Linked DNA regions of Mus musculus: regions 2 and 3 are each linked to region 1. A link is a contact called in public HiChIP or PLAC-seq and Micro-C data. All regions are on one chromosome and are shown on one strand. The core of a region is the stretch at or near the end of the contact, and the rest is flanking DNA. Distances in the headings are between cores, read along the strand shown. Region 1 holds the start of Vgll3 (vestigial like family member 3). Region 2 has its middle 94 kb from the start of Gm52259. Region 3 has its middle 75 kb from the start of Gm41469.

The links. A called contact is a pair of places that touch in the nucleus more often than the background predicts. HiChIP or PLAC-seq counts read pairs in DNA pulled down with a chosen protein or histone mark.
Region 2: a contact with region 1 is called in a Micro-C map of muscle stem cells, with 6 times the contacts expected there. The contact joins the enhancer-like site here to the promoter of Vgll3 in region 1. A contact is called at or near these places in 19 of 39 promoter capture datasets (the 3T3-L1 cell line, 3T3-L1-derived adipocytes, the HPC-7 cell line and 11 more), 1 of 15 datasets of contacts at CTCF or cohesin (the NIH/3T3 cell line), 60 of 484 Hi-C or Micro-C datasets (the 3T3-L1 cell line, 3T3-L1-derived adipocytes, the AML12 cell line and 30 more), 12 of 115 datasets of contacts at active chromatin or transcription factors (the NIH/3T3 cell line, astrocytes, cardiomyocytes and 8 more) and 2 of 9 other capture datasets (adipose tissue and embryonic stem cells).
Region 3: a contact with region 1 is called in an H3K27ac HiChIP or PLAC-seq map of embryonic stem cells, with 2.6 times the contacts expected there. The contact joins the enhancer-like site here to the promoter of Vgll3 in region 1. A contact is called at or near these places in 12 of 39 promoter capture datasets (the 3T3-L1 cell line, 3T3-L1-derived adipocytes, cranial neural crest and 4 more), 12 of 484 Hi-C or Micro-C datasets (brown adipocytes, embryonic fibroblasts, embryonic stem cells and 2 more), 5 of 115 datasets of contacts at active chromatin or transcription factors (all in embryonic stem cells) and 1 of 9 other capture datasets (adipose tissue).

The regions. Positions count from the first base shown.
Region 1 is chr16:65,813,167-65,816,994 of GRCm38.p6, forward strand. Vgll3 (vestigial like family member 3) reads left to right here and starts at 2,023. Exons shown (of 4, transcript NM_001368760.1): 1 at 2,023-2,592. The coding sequence starts at 2,467.
Region 2 is chr16:66,002,978-66,006,805 of GRCm38.p6, forward strand. No RefSeq gene overlaps it. Among named protein-coding and RNA genes, the nearest start is that of Gm52259, 94 kb to the left of the region's middle. Within about 2 kb of position 1,839, at least 7 of the 459 cell types and tissues checked have an H3K27ac peak or open chromatin away from gene starts, as enhancers often do. A contact at or near this core is called in muscle stem cells and myocytes, where this site is marked.
Region 3 is chr16:65,646,997-65,650,824 of GRCm38.p6, forward strand. No RefSeq gene overlaps it. Among named protein-coding and RNA genes, the nearest start is that of Gm41469, 75 kb to the right of the region's middle. Within about 2 kb of position 2,240, at least 5 of the 459 cell types and tissues checked have an H3K27ac peak or open chromatin away from gene starts, as enhancers often do. A contact at or near this core is called in embryonic stem cells, where this site is marked.

The DNA.
Region 1 (3,828 bases), core at 773-3,272:
AAAACAGTTTGTTTCACAGCCTTCCAGAAGGAGGTCTCCTAGGAGATTGGGGACAGAACTGAGAGAGGAAGAAGCCTAAAACTCTGAGTGCTTGATTCAACTACTTCCCAGTTCATCCTACAGAGAGGTAATAAACAAATAAACAACTGTGTATAATGTATATGTCTGTGTACATTACAGATGACCTCACACATTCAGATATCTTCACTCATGCAAACCCGTGAAAAAAATAAATACATTACAAAGAAGAGGTCTTCTGTTAGATTTCTGTACAAATAGGGCTTAAAAGTTACTGCAAGCCAGTAACTTTTAGATTAGTGAGTTGTCCTTCATAAGAAAAAAAAAAAAGTCAAAGCATCAAGGCTCTGTTTGGCTTACTGAGGCTAGATCATTATTGGAATAGGTGTCCTGAAGAATGGATTAGAAGATGTTTGGTTATGGGGCTGGGGAAGTAGTAATAAGCGTCATTCAAGAATCTGAATGAGATAGCTGGACAAACTAGGGCTTACAGTAAGAGATGTAAGCAGAAGTGTAGAGTTTAGGATATACTTACTGAAGGTTAAGACCAGATGCAGGCACTGTGAGGAGAGGGAAGGTTGCGAACTTCCCAGCTATTCCCAGTTCAGCTGGGAGGTGGAGTTTTATTATCTGTGACAGACACCATTAGACAAAGTTCAGATTGGAATGTGGGTGGTGGCTGTTGTTATGACTGTACCTCGCAGAACTGCCTGGAGAGAAGCTGTAACCATGAGCATAGATCACTGGAAAAGGGTCTAACCAGGCTATATCAACTTGGGACAAAGGAGTTATAATCACATAAAGTAAGTTCTACCAGAAAGAGTACAGTTTAAAATCTGAACTACATAAACTCTCTCTCTCTCTCTCTCTTTCTTTTTTTTTTTTTTTTTTTTTTGGTGGGCCTACATAAACTCTTAATAGTCATATTTTAAGACTTGATTGATAAAAATAATGAATGAGTGAAGAAATTCCATTATGGCATAACAAAATACCAAACACAATCTTGGTGTGAGTGTTAGGGGAGATATTGACATGCCCACACACATGAACTGTTCCCCAAAACAGAGGTGGTCCTGGTGGGAGGGCATAATGGCTTCAAAGTATGATCTTTGGTTTGTGTGTGTGTGTGTGTGATTTACTCTATGCAACATTAATGCATTCGACAAAGAAAGAGACATTTCTTTTGAAAAAGACTAGGCCTTTTGGTCCTTACTGAAAATTTTCTGTTTGTCAGACAGGTAAAGGTTGATTGAGTTAGATTTGATGATTTCACTGGAGTATAACTATATTTTTAAAAACAATTTTTTATTTCAATTTGTAGAAGGTTTTAAGCTACATGCATATAAACAAGACATTAAAATGGTAGCCAATTATTTGCTCTTGCTGTATTCAAGCCAGCTTATAAAGGCCAGGAAAGATATATATACATCGCCAGGATGCCAATCCACCAAGATGTGCCTTTTAAGTGAAGATGTTGCAAGGAAACAACTATTGTTAGCCTGTGGGCACTTCAAGGCACTGTTAACTTTCACTTTGGTCTATTTTTAATGGAGGAACTAAGCCCATATTTTTCCCCCGGCCTGTTTTATAACTCTCTTTATTTACACTTGGCTTTCCTCTAATCGGGTTCTAGCACCATCGGAGTTGATGCTCTCTGAAAAAACTCCCAGAACTTGGGCAACTCTGTCCAGGCCGCCAGGTGACTGAGACTGGGTGGGGAACCTTGGAGTTTTGAGGGCGCGGAGCCTCTCGCATACCAATCTCCTCCCACCAGCATCACTGGGCCCGGAGGCGGAGAGGGCTGCAAACTTCGCTCCAATCCGCAGCCGCCCTCCCCAGGGTCCCCCTGCTGGGCGACCCGCCCGCTGTGGACCTGAGTTGATGGAACTTTTCTGATAAACTGCTCCTGAGAGCTGGGGAGGCAAGCACCCCGCCTCCCCACATTCCGGCTACCCTGCCCCCGCCTCCCGGTCCTCGCCCAGCCGCCCGCGCTAGTGATAGGACGAGTCCCGGGCGTGCATTGTGTGTATGCAAAAGCACTGCTGCTCTCCTGGAGCGGCCCTAGCCCGGACTGGGTAGCAGCTGCTGCTGGTACTGCGGAGTACGCTCCTGTCTCGGATGCGGTTGCCTGAGCCTGAGCCCAGCGCTGTCATGCTCCTGCCGCGGGGCGGGCTGCAGCGTCGTCCCGTCGCTATATAAGCGCGAGCAGAGGGGGCACCCGGAGGGGCTGAAAATGAAGGTGCCCGCGCATGGGCCGCCGCTGATTGCCAACCCCTCCCGAGCTCGCTCCCGGCGCGGAGCCCGAGGCCGCCGAGGACCCGCCTTAGCCGCAGTAGCAGCTGGTTCAGCGACGCGGACAGCAGCTGCGGCGGCGGTGGCGGTGGCGCCCCTTGCGCCAGCGCTTAGAGCGGCGGCGGCGACTCCGGGGCCGCCGCTGGCCCCGCTGCCATGAGTTGTGCGGAGGTGATGTATCACCCCCAGCCGTATGGAGCGCCCCAGTATCTGCCCAACCCTGTGGCAGCTGCAACCTGCCCTACAGCCTGCTATCATCCGGCTCCCCAACCTGGCCAGCAGGTGAGTCACCAGCCCGGCAGCCTTCCGGGGGCGGGGACGAGGGGCACCGGGTATCGGTGTCAGGCTCATGCCGTGCCCCGCCGGGTCCCGAGGCGTGAAAGATGCTTTAGGACTTGCTGGGAACCATAGGAAGAAAAAGACACTCCCGGAAGGGCAGAACTGAGCATGGCAGGGCTGGGATCCTTGGAAAGGTTTTACCTGGCCGGGGGCTTATTTGAGCTGTGTCACCTGAACTCAGAGACTCTTGCTCCCAGCTTCGCTGGTCCTTAGGACTCAGTTCCCTGAAGCTCACGAAAGGCATCTGTCTTAGGACTGTGTGAGTAAACTTTTAACTCAAATACTTTGTTTCCTTGGGCAAGTAAAGTATTTCAGCGTTTTCTGGAGTAAGTGGCAGAAGTATGTAACTGAGGTAGCAGAGGGTACCTGAGAAGGGAGCTCACAGAGCTGGGACTGGGACAGTACTGGGACTTTGAGGGTGGAACACTGGTCGGATGTAAGACACATTCAGTGTTCCTAGAATTTATCCATTGCCTTTCTCCCTGCGGCTGTGATTTAGACAGGGATTCTCAAAAGGCTCTTCATTGACTTTCTATTCCTAACAAAGCACAGAGCCTTCTGGTGTTCTTCAGTGGACTTGTGTTTCTTAGCCCAAGGTAGCCAGGAGTATCTGCATGCCTGGGCCCCACCCAGCCAAGAGACTGAAAATGTTGGTAAAAGGGACCTGGAAACTAGATGATAAGGGTAGACACTGGAAGAACTTGCCACTAGGAATTCTTGAGATTACTCTGTGGCCACACAGCAAGTGCAACAAAATTTAGTTAGAGCAATGTTAAAAACAGTAAAACGTGCCTGTGACAAGGGGCTATACTGAATCAGGGATTAGAGTAGGCTAATTCCATTGAAACTTAAAAATACAGCTAGATATAGTTAGAAAATAATGATTAACAGGATTTTCGACTTGTTTTTCATTTCTTAGGAACTGTATGTTTTATTCTGGCCTTCAGGGTTTGACCCTTGGAGCAATCTGATCTTTGAATTTCTATTTTTTCCTTTGCCCCTGTCCCTTTTCTAGAAGTATAGGGCTACTCTTTGGGAAAGAGACTATAACTCTGTATGAGATTTAGTGGCTGTCAGATTCAGCTAACTTTGAAAGGGTACAAGTCCAGGAGTCATCGTTAAACAATCCCATCTTAATGAAGACCAAATGAGACACAAGACAGAAGACCCCACTTCCTT
Region 2 (3,828 bases), core at 589-3,088, 190 kb after region 1:
CATAGTCTGAGTTCTAGTCTTCATGGTGGAAGAAAAAATTGTCCGGTTAGATTCATATGTGTGGTGTTAATGTGTAAATAAACACACACACACACGCACACACACACACACACACACACACACACACCATGAAAGAGATAAACACTATAATAATTTGTATGTTTTATCTGATAGTAGTGAGCACTGAGTTGTCTGTGGTAGCAGACCTTTACTATCGCTTGACTGTGTTTAGGGTCGCCTGTGGGACCGGCAAAGCATGTCTGCCAGTTTCAATGTTGAAGACTAACTGAGGTGCGCTAATGGCTTAGTCAGAGGAAAGAGGGAAACATGGGAAGGGCAGTGAGGCTCTAGCACCTCCCTGACATCTGCTTCCTGGCTGGCTTGCCACAGTGTGAACTGTTTTGCTCTACCCACCTCCCCTAATGTGGCGATGGTGCACATAGTCCTGAGAAAGCTTCAATTCAGTAAGCCTCTACTCCTAGACTACCTCCTCCTTCTCCTTCATTTCAGCGCTGGTGTCTGGATCCAGGCACACAATGCTGTGCTAGCACCTCACCTCTGAGTAGTTTCCACACTCTTTGTTTGTTCTGTAATTTTTATTTCGAGTCAGAGCCTCACAGCGTTCCTAGACTGGCCTTGAACACATTGTGTATCCCAGACAGTCCTTAACATTTTTGTTTTGTTTTTGTTTTTTCGAGACAGGGTTTTCTGTGTATAGCCCTGGCTGTCCTGGAACTCACTTTGTAGACCAGGCTGGCCTCAAACTCACAAATCTGCCTGCCTCTGCCTCTTGAGTGCTGGGATTAAAGGCATGTGCCACCACACCCAGCTAGTCCTTAACATTTTGATTCTCTTGAATCAGCATGCCAAATGGCTAGGATTTACAGGCAGGGGCAAGCAAAGTCTGCCTTCATCTCTCCGTTTTTGTATTTTTTAATTAATTATTTTATTTATTTACATCCTAAATATTGCCCCCTCCCTGGTCCCCCTCCCAGAACTCTTCATCTCCTCCCTCTCCTCTTTGCCTCTGAGAGAACCGCCACCCACCTCCACCAGGCATCCCTCCTCCCTGGAGCATAAGCTGTTTTTTAGTGTTGAGAGCAGGGGCTAATGGTGCTTGAGAAGAAATGACCTTCGGTTAGAAGATAATCAGAAGTGGGTGGAGTTACAGAGCCTCAGTGAGAAAGCTGTGAAAGGAAGGAAAACTATGCAAGCATACTGAAGCTTCAATACTAGACCATTCTGATCACGGAGAGACATTTCTAAGTAGAATTTTAGTAAAGCGGAAGGGAAGGGGTTAAAATCCAACTAAGGTAGATTAACAAAAGAAGGGAAAGTCAGAGGACTAGTCTTCTTGTTTGCATTTTATGGTGTTGTTGGCAATATTGAGACCTGAGAAAAACCTTGGTATAGGGAGAGAGAAGCTAAGTGTGTAGGAATCAATAGATAAAAGTTTCTTCTGATCATAGAGCTTCTTTTAGACAATAAAAAGCAGCTCTGTGTAACGGACAGGAAGATAACATTGCCTCCAGTTCAGAAGCAGATGCTTGGTGAAGTGGGTTTTGAGGGCATGCTCAACTCTCCTCATTGGCCTTTATATAACACGGAAAGGGGGACAGTGTAGGCTGAGGAGGAGTATCCTGAGACGGAAAAGAGGTGTGTACGGTCTCTGGAGCTTACAAACTGAACTGGTTATCTTCACGAGTGTTAAGTGCCCATTAGAGATTAGGAAACAGAGATTGGAATTGATATCCGTTCACGGAGCAGAGGAATTTTTCTAGACAGCTGCTATGGGATGGGAGGGTGAAGGGCTGGATTTCACTGCCCTTGGAAATTTGCCAGCCACTAAGTCAAGGGGTGAAGAGGACAGGAAGACCAGAGCTGGGACCAGCATTGGTCATAGTGCCACAAAGTCGCCCCAGGAATCTGAAAATTCTTGGCTGAGCAAAGAGGGGATAAAGAGCGGGATGTGAAGGGGGCACAAAGGGCTTGAGTGAGAACGGTCAATTATGAGAGGCCCGAGAAAGGCGGCCCTGTGGCTGGAGGGGATTTCTTCAGTGTGGGTACGCGGCTGCTGGAATGCAGTAGAGAAATTAAAATACAGACTATGAAATAGGACTGATGGAGAGGAAGACCAGACCCAAGAAAGAATGATCTCAGGCACCACAGAGATCAAAGTCTTGAAGTCGTGGGTGGACCCAATGTTCAAATTCCACAGAGTATCTCAAAGAGGGATGAGAAGCTGCTGGTCAGCCAGTTCCTGAAGCTGATGGAGTGAGGAGTTTAAAAAAAAAAAGTATTTTTTTGCTTTATAAATTAAACTGGGAAAATTTCTAAGGGACTCTGCAAGTCTCGAGGCTGCAGGATAACGATTTAACTCATAGAGACAAATCTGTTTATCAATGCCCTGAGCATTATATATCATCTCTTAACGTGACGTGGCTTGAGGTGGGCTATTGGGGTAATGATAGAGCATGAACATCACTATTCCAACTGCTTCATCAATTTAATTACATTTACTTCTCAGACATAATCTTAAACCTCCATGTTCCTTGGAAGTTTTGCTTTCTAATTCATACTAAAAATTTGAGCATTTGAATAACTTTACTCTGGAACGCAAAATCAACTTCAGTAGGCTTCTTTAAAGTGATCAATTAAGCTAGCAAATATTGCACAATGCAAGTACTCCATGTTTGCCATGAAAATTGAGAAAGCAGATTGGAATACATCTTAAGAAAAAAGCTTGAGTTGCTTTTTACATGTTTGTTATTGAATATAGTTTTCAAATGTATAAAAAAAAAAATAGAGTTAAGCCGGGGGGTGGTGGCGCACACCTTTAATCCCAGCACTTGGGAGACAGAGGCAGGCAGATTTCTGAGTTCGAGGACAGCCTGGTCTACTAAGTGAGTTCCAGGACAGCCAGGGCTATACAGAGAAACCCTGTCTCGAAAAACCAAAAAGAAAGGAAGAAAGAAAGAAAGAAAGAAAGAAAGAAAGAAAGAAAGAAGGAAAGAAAGAAGAAAGAGAGAGAAAGAAAGATAGTTGAGTAGTATGAAAGTGAGCCCTGACATAAAGGTAAGAATGCTGTCCAGAAATAGGTAATTGAAGGTTGAACCTGTGGAGCTGGACACCGAATGTATTTATGCAGTACTCGTTCTCTTAGGGAGTATGACGGATTTAGGTACAACAGATACTGAAGGGCATTTTGTTTCCTGACTGGTATAATATTAACATGATTTATAACATATTATAGTAATCATTGTCAGATAATCAGTTTTTAAAAGAACCAATGTAGACACATGTTTCCATTTATGGAACTTATTCTAAAACAGTAATGAATTATTTAAGCCCAGTTTTTGTCAGTGACCACAGTACTAAATTTTAAAACGCGTAGTCATAGCTGCTCCACCTACTGGCAGAATGATGTAAGACACCAGCAAATCCTCAGACCTTGTGTCAAGCAAGCTTATTTCATTAAATAAAAACGTTTTAATTTACGTGTGAAAATATTAGATTCATTGCTCTTTTGTCATTAGCCTAATAACAGAAAATACACAGGATACAGAATCAATATATGTATTAGATATTTTCTTTATTTACATTTCTTTTTTTATTTTTTTTTAATTAGGTATTATCCTCGTTTACATTTTCAATGCATTTACATTTCTAATGTTATCTCCTTTCCTGGTTTACCCTCCGAAAATCACCTATCCCCCCTCCCAACTCCTCCTTTTCACCCACTCACCCACTTCTGCTTCCCTGAGCTGGCATTCCCTTACAGTGGGGCATAGAGCCTTCACAGGACCAAGGGCCGCTCCTCCCATTGAT
Region 3 (3,828 bases), core at 990-3,489, 170 kb before region 1:
GTATAGTCCACCTTCCCCTTAGGCCATTGTAAATCTGTGTGTATGGGTGTAACTCTGCTACAGTTCTAAGTATCTATTCTGGTTTCTCCTTTGGTCTGAAACTTCCTTCTTCCTTAGTGATGGTAAATTCCTGTGTAAGGGAGAGACTTAGCTTTTACAATCTTACTGAATTCCAAGCCCATGATCTTGCTCAAGGACATTTCTAGGACTGTTGGAACACTGGCAGAAGGCTTTAGACATGTCAGAATTCAATTTTAAAAAAGCACTTATAGGCAATGTAAATGAGCTAAATACCTAATAAAAAATGGAAAAAAAAAAGAAAAAAAAAGCACTTATAATAGGAAAATACTGAAAGAGAGCACGTGGATCAATACACTAGACTAACGCGGGAATGGAAAATTAATGTATGGGTAAGGAATGCTAGACTCCAGGAGGAGAGCTTCCTTGAAACTCTTTTGCCTCATGAGTGACTTTTAAGCCTTTCGGCTTGTCCAGCTGACTCGACTGGAGAGCATACCTACAACACACATACACACACACACACACACACACACATACACAAGCAATAAAAGTATATCCTTAAAGAGGAAGAAGCAGGAAGTCAGTTGATGGCATTTACTTTTGTTGAGAGGCCTCAGGAACCAATTTGGCAGTAACTCTCCACTCAAGGCAAGTCCAGCTCTTGAACTCAACCCTGCATTTGCTCTCTCCTGCTGCCCTTGCTTCACCTCACTCTCCCTGTACTCTCCAGTCTCAGTACGTTTCCATTACTCATAAAACAGTATCTCGGGGTCTATTCCCACTCACAGAGCTGGTCTTCTTCCACAGTATCTTGCTTCTCAGATCTGACCTGCCTCATGCTTCAGCTTGTAGGGGGCTCTAAACCTAAGAGACTTGGTGTTAATTCTTAGTGTGACCCACCAATTGCTCTCTCCCTGGAAACTCAAACCACTCATAGCACCCTTCCTTTTTCATTCATTTGAAATACTCATTCACAGCTACAAGATAAAATTAAAGTAGTCCTCTATAAGGTAAAACATAATCCATCATATCAAAGTTGGACAAAACAAATCAACAGAAGGAAAAGAGCCCAAAATAAAGCACAAGAATGAAAGACTCACCCATGTACACACTCTAGAGTCCCATAAAAATACCAAAGTGAAAGCCACATCACATGCATAGGCCCTAGTGCAGACCCATGCAGGCTCTGCGCTTGCTGCTACAGTCTCTGTGAATACAGGCTTTGCTCAGTTGATCCACAGGCCTCTGCTTTCCCACTGTAAAATGCATCTTTCCCACAATTCAGGTCATAAGGTTTGATCAATCAAAGATTCATTAATTTACATTGTTCGAACTTAAGTGCAGTGTGATATGTTCTAGTAAACAAAAGGTAGAAAATTATGCATTATAACGCAGCTATGATGGGATTCTAATAAGAGACATGAAATAAGTGTTTTTCTTAACAAACATCATAGAATAAACTGAACATATTTCTTCTGCTAAGAAAAATATTCCCAGAAATAGGGTTTTGGATAGTCACATACAATGTTCACTCAAAAGTGGACATTAATAGTATGTATAAGATGCATTATTACACTATAACACAACATGCAAGTTAGGTGATTAATCATCAAGAGAAAATTCAAGGGACATAAATTGAATGTCTTCCTTAGCCAATTCATACAATGAGCTGAGTATGCTAAATTGTATAGTTTTCCCCATAGTTTGATAATGAACAATATCAGAGCACATCCCTTGTAGTCAGTCTTTCCTTCTTTCGAATATTCATACTGATTGTTCTATACACACAGATATTTGAACATAGAATTATGTTGTAGATAACCCTGACAACTATTCTTTAATGTCAAGTGTACTAAAGAATAGGCCCTGCTTATTAGTGGTAGTTTTGCACAGTATTACTTCATTTAAACACAGGTGAAATCTTTTTAAGTGGCCTAATTATATAGTAATGATAAGTCCTTTGTTGGTGTTGCTAGAAGGTTAAGGCAAATCTTATCTGCAGTTCTAAACATCACACAACTGTGTGTTTTGGTTGGGAATTCTAAGCCGGATTCACAGAGTTTGAAAATACTGTTGTTGCCCACACACATAGCTCAGAGTGTCCTTTTTGGTTGGAAAGTGCTCTCCGTGCTCCTTTTGTGCTGGATCGTACATGAGCCTGCAGAGAATAAAGACCCAGTTACAATAACAATTGTATTGGATCTTGTCCTTCTATACAGGCTGCCCCATGCATTTGAACTCCACCCTGCATTTGCTCTCTCCTGCTGTCCTTGCTTCTCCTCCCCCTCCCTGTACTCTTCCAGCCCCAGTACTTTTCCATTACTCATAAACTGGTAACTAGGGGTCCACTCCCACTCACAGAGCTGGACTTCTTCCACAGTATCTTGCTTTTCAGTTCAGACCTGGCTCATACTTCATCTTGTAGGGGGTTCTAAACCTGAGAAACTCCTTGTTCCCAGAGGGAGGCCTGTCAATTCTGAGTGTGACCCACCAATTGCTCTTTCCTTGGGAACTCAAACAACTCTGTGAGCTTAGAAACCTTCCAGTTTTATACCGTGGCAGAGCCTTCATTGTAGGCCTTGCCTGATTTATTATGTACCTTTTACAGTTTGTTCTGGGCTGGATTTTCTTACGTCTCTATAGGCTCAAATATCAGGTGAATCTAAAGATGGGAAATTCAGTGAGTTTTAAATTCAGTGAAATTTGAACCTATTTTACAGGCATAGCCCACATCATAATGTAGATTACCATTAGCAAGGGGTAAAATTGGTTCAAATCCTGATCTTACCATTTATAGGACATGGTACCTTGAGTGGGACATTTTATTTTCTTACACCTCACTTTTCTTGTCTCTAAAATGCTTTCATTCAGATGTGTATAGAGTTCTTTTAAAAATACAAGACCCATACTAAACAGAAGCAGTAGGTTGTTTTATATATTATTCATTTACATATGTACCAATTATAGTTAAAGAAAAGGAAACTTTGGAATTGAGATGGAGCTGTAGTCAGACATAAGGATTAGAGCAGTGGTTCTTAACCATCCTAATGCTGTCATCATTTAATGAAGTTCCTGATATTGTGATGACTCCCAAGCAAAGGATTATTTTTGTTGATACTTCATAACGATTTTCTAGTGTTAGGCACTGTAGTGTAAATAGTTGTGTCTTCTGATGGTATTAGGTTACCCCTGTGAAGAGATCATTAGATTCCCCCAAAGGAGTCAAAACAGGTTCAGAACTGCTGCACTAGAGGAATGGAAGGAAAGATGTAAATGACGTACTTGTGTTTACATTAAAAATAAAATACAAAAATTCAAAAAGTAAGTATATTAAGGTACAGACATATATGTATATTAATGTTTATCTTATCTTGTACAATACAAACTTTGGATGAATCATCCAAAATTATTTTAAATGAAAGAAAACTGTCTTCTAAAACATACAATATAACTCAAAGTGTTACTAGGAACATCAAATTTAGAACTTCTAAGGGTAATATTTCATTTTTATCTTAATGCATTAAATGTGCAGAATTTCTGTTTCCTCCTTTCTTTATTTAGACTATATAAACCAAACAGTTAGTGAGAGAGGATCAAAGAACCATATACATGTTTGTATTACATATTGAGGATCATAAGGACCCCACAATTCTAAGGTTGAAAGATAAGATGATTCTAATGTAAAAGTATTTTTGTTAATCCACATGCCATTTGAAATACATGCACATGTGCACAATTCCAGTATGGATTAGTAAATAGAGAAAAGGGAAACGTTTTAGTAATATTTAACCCTGAATCTGTTGCCAT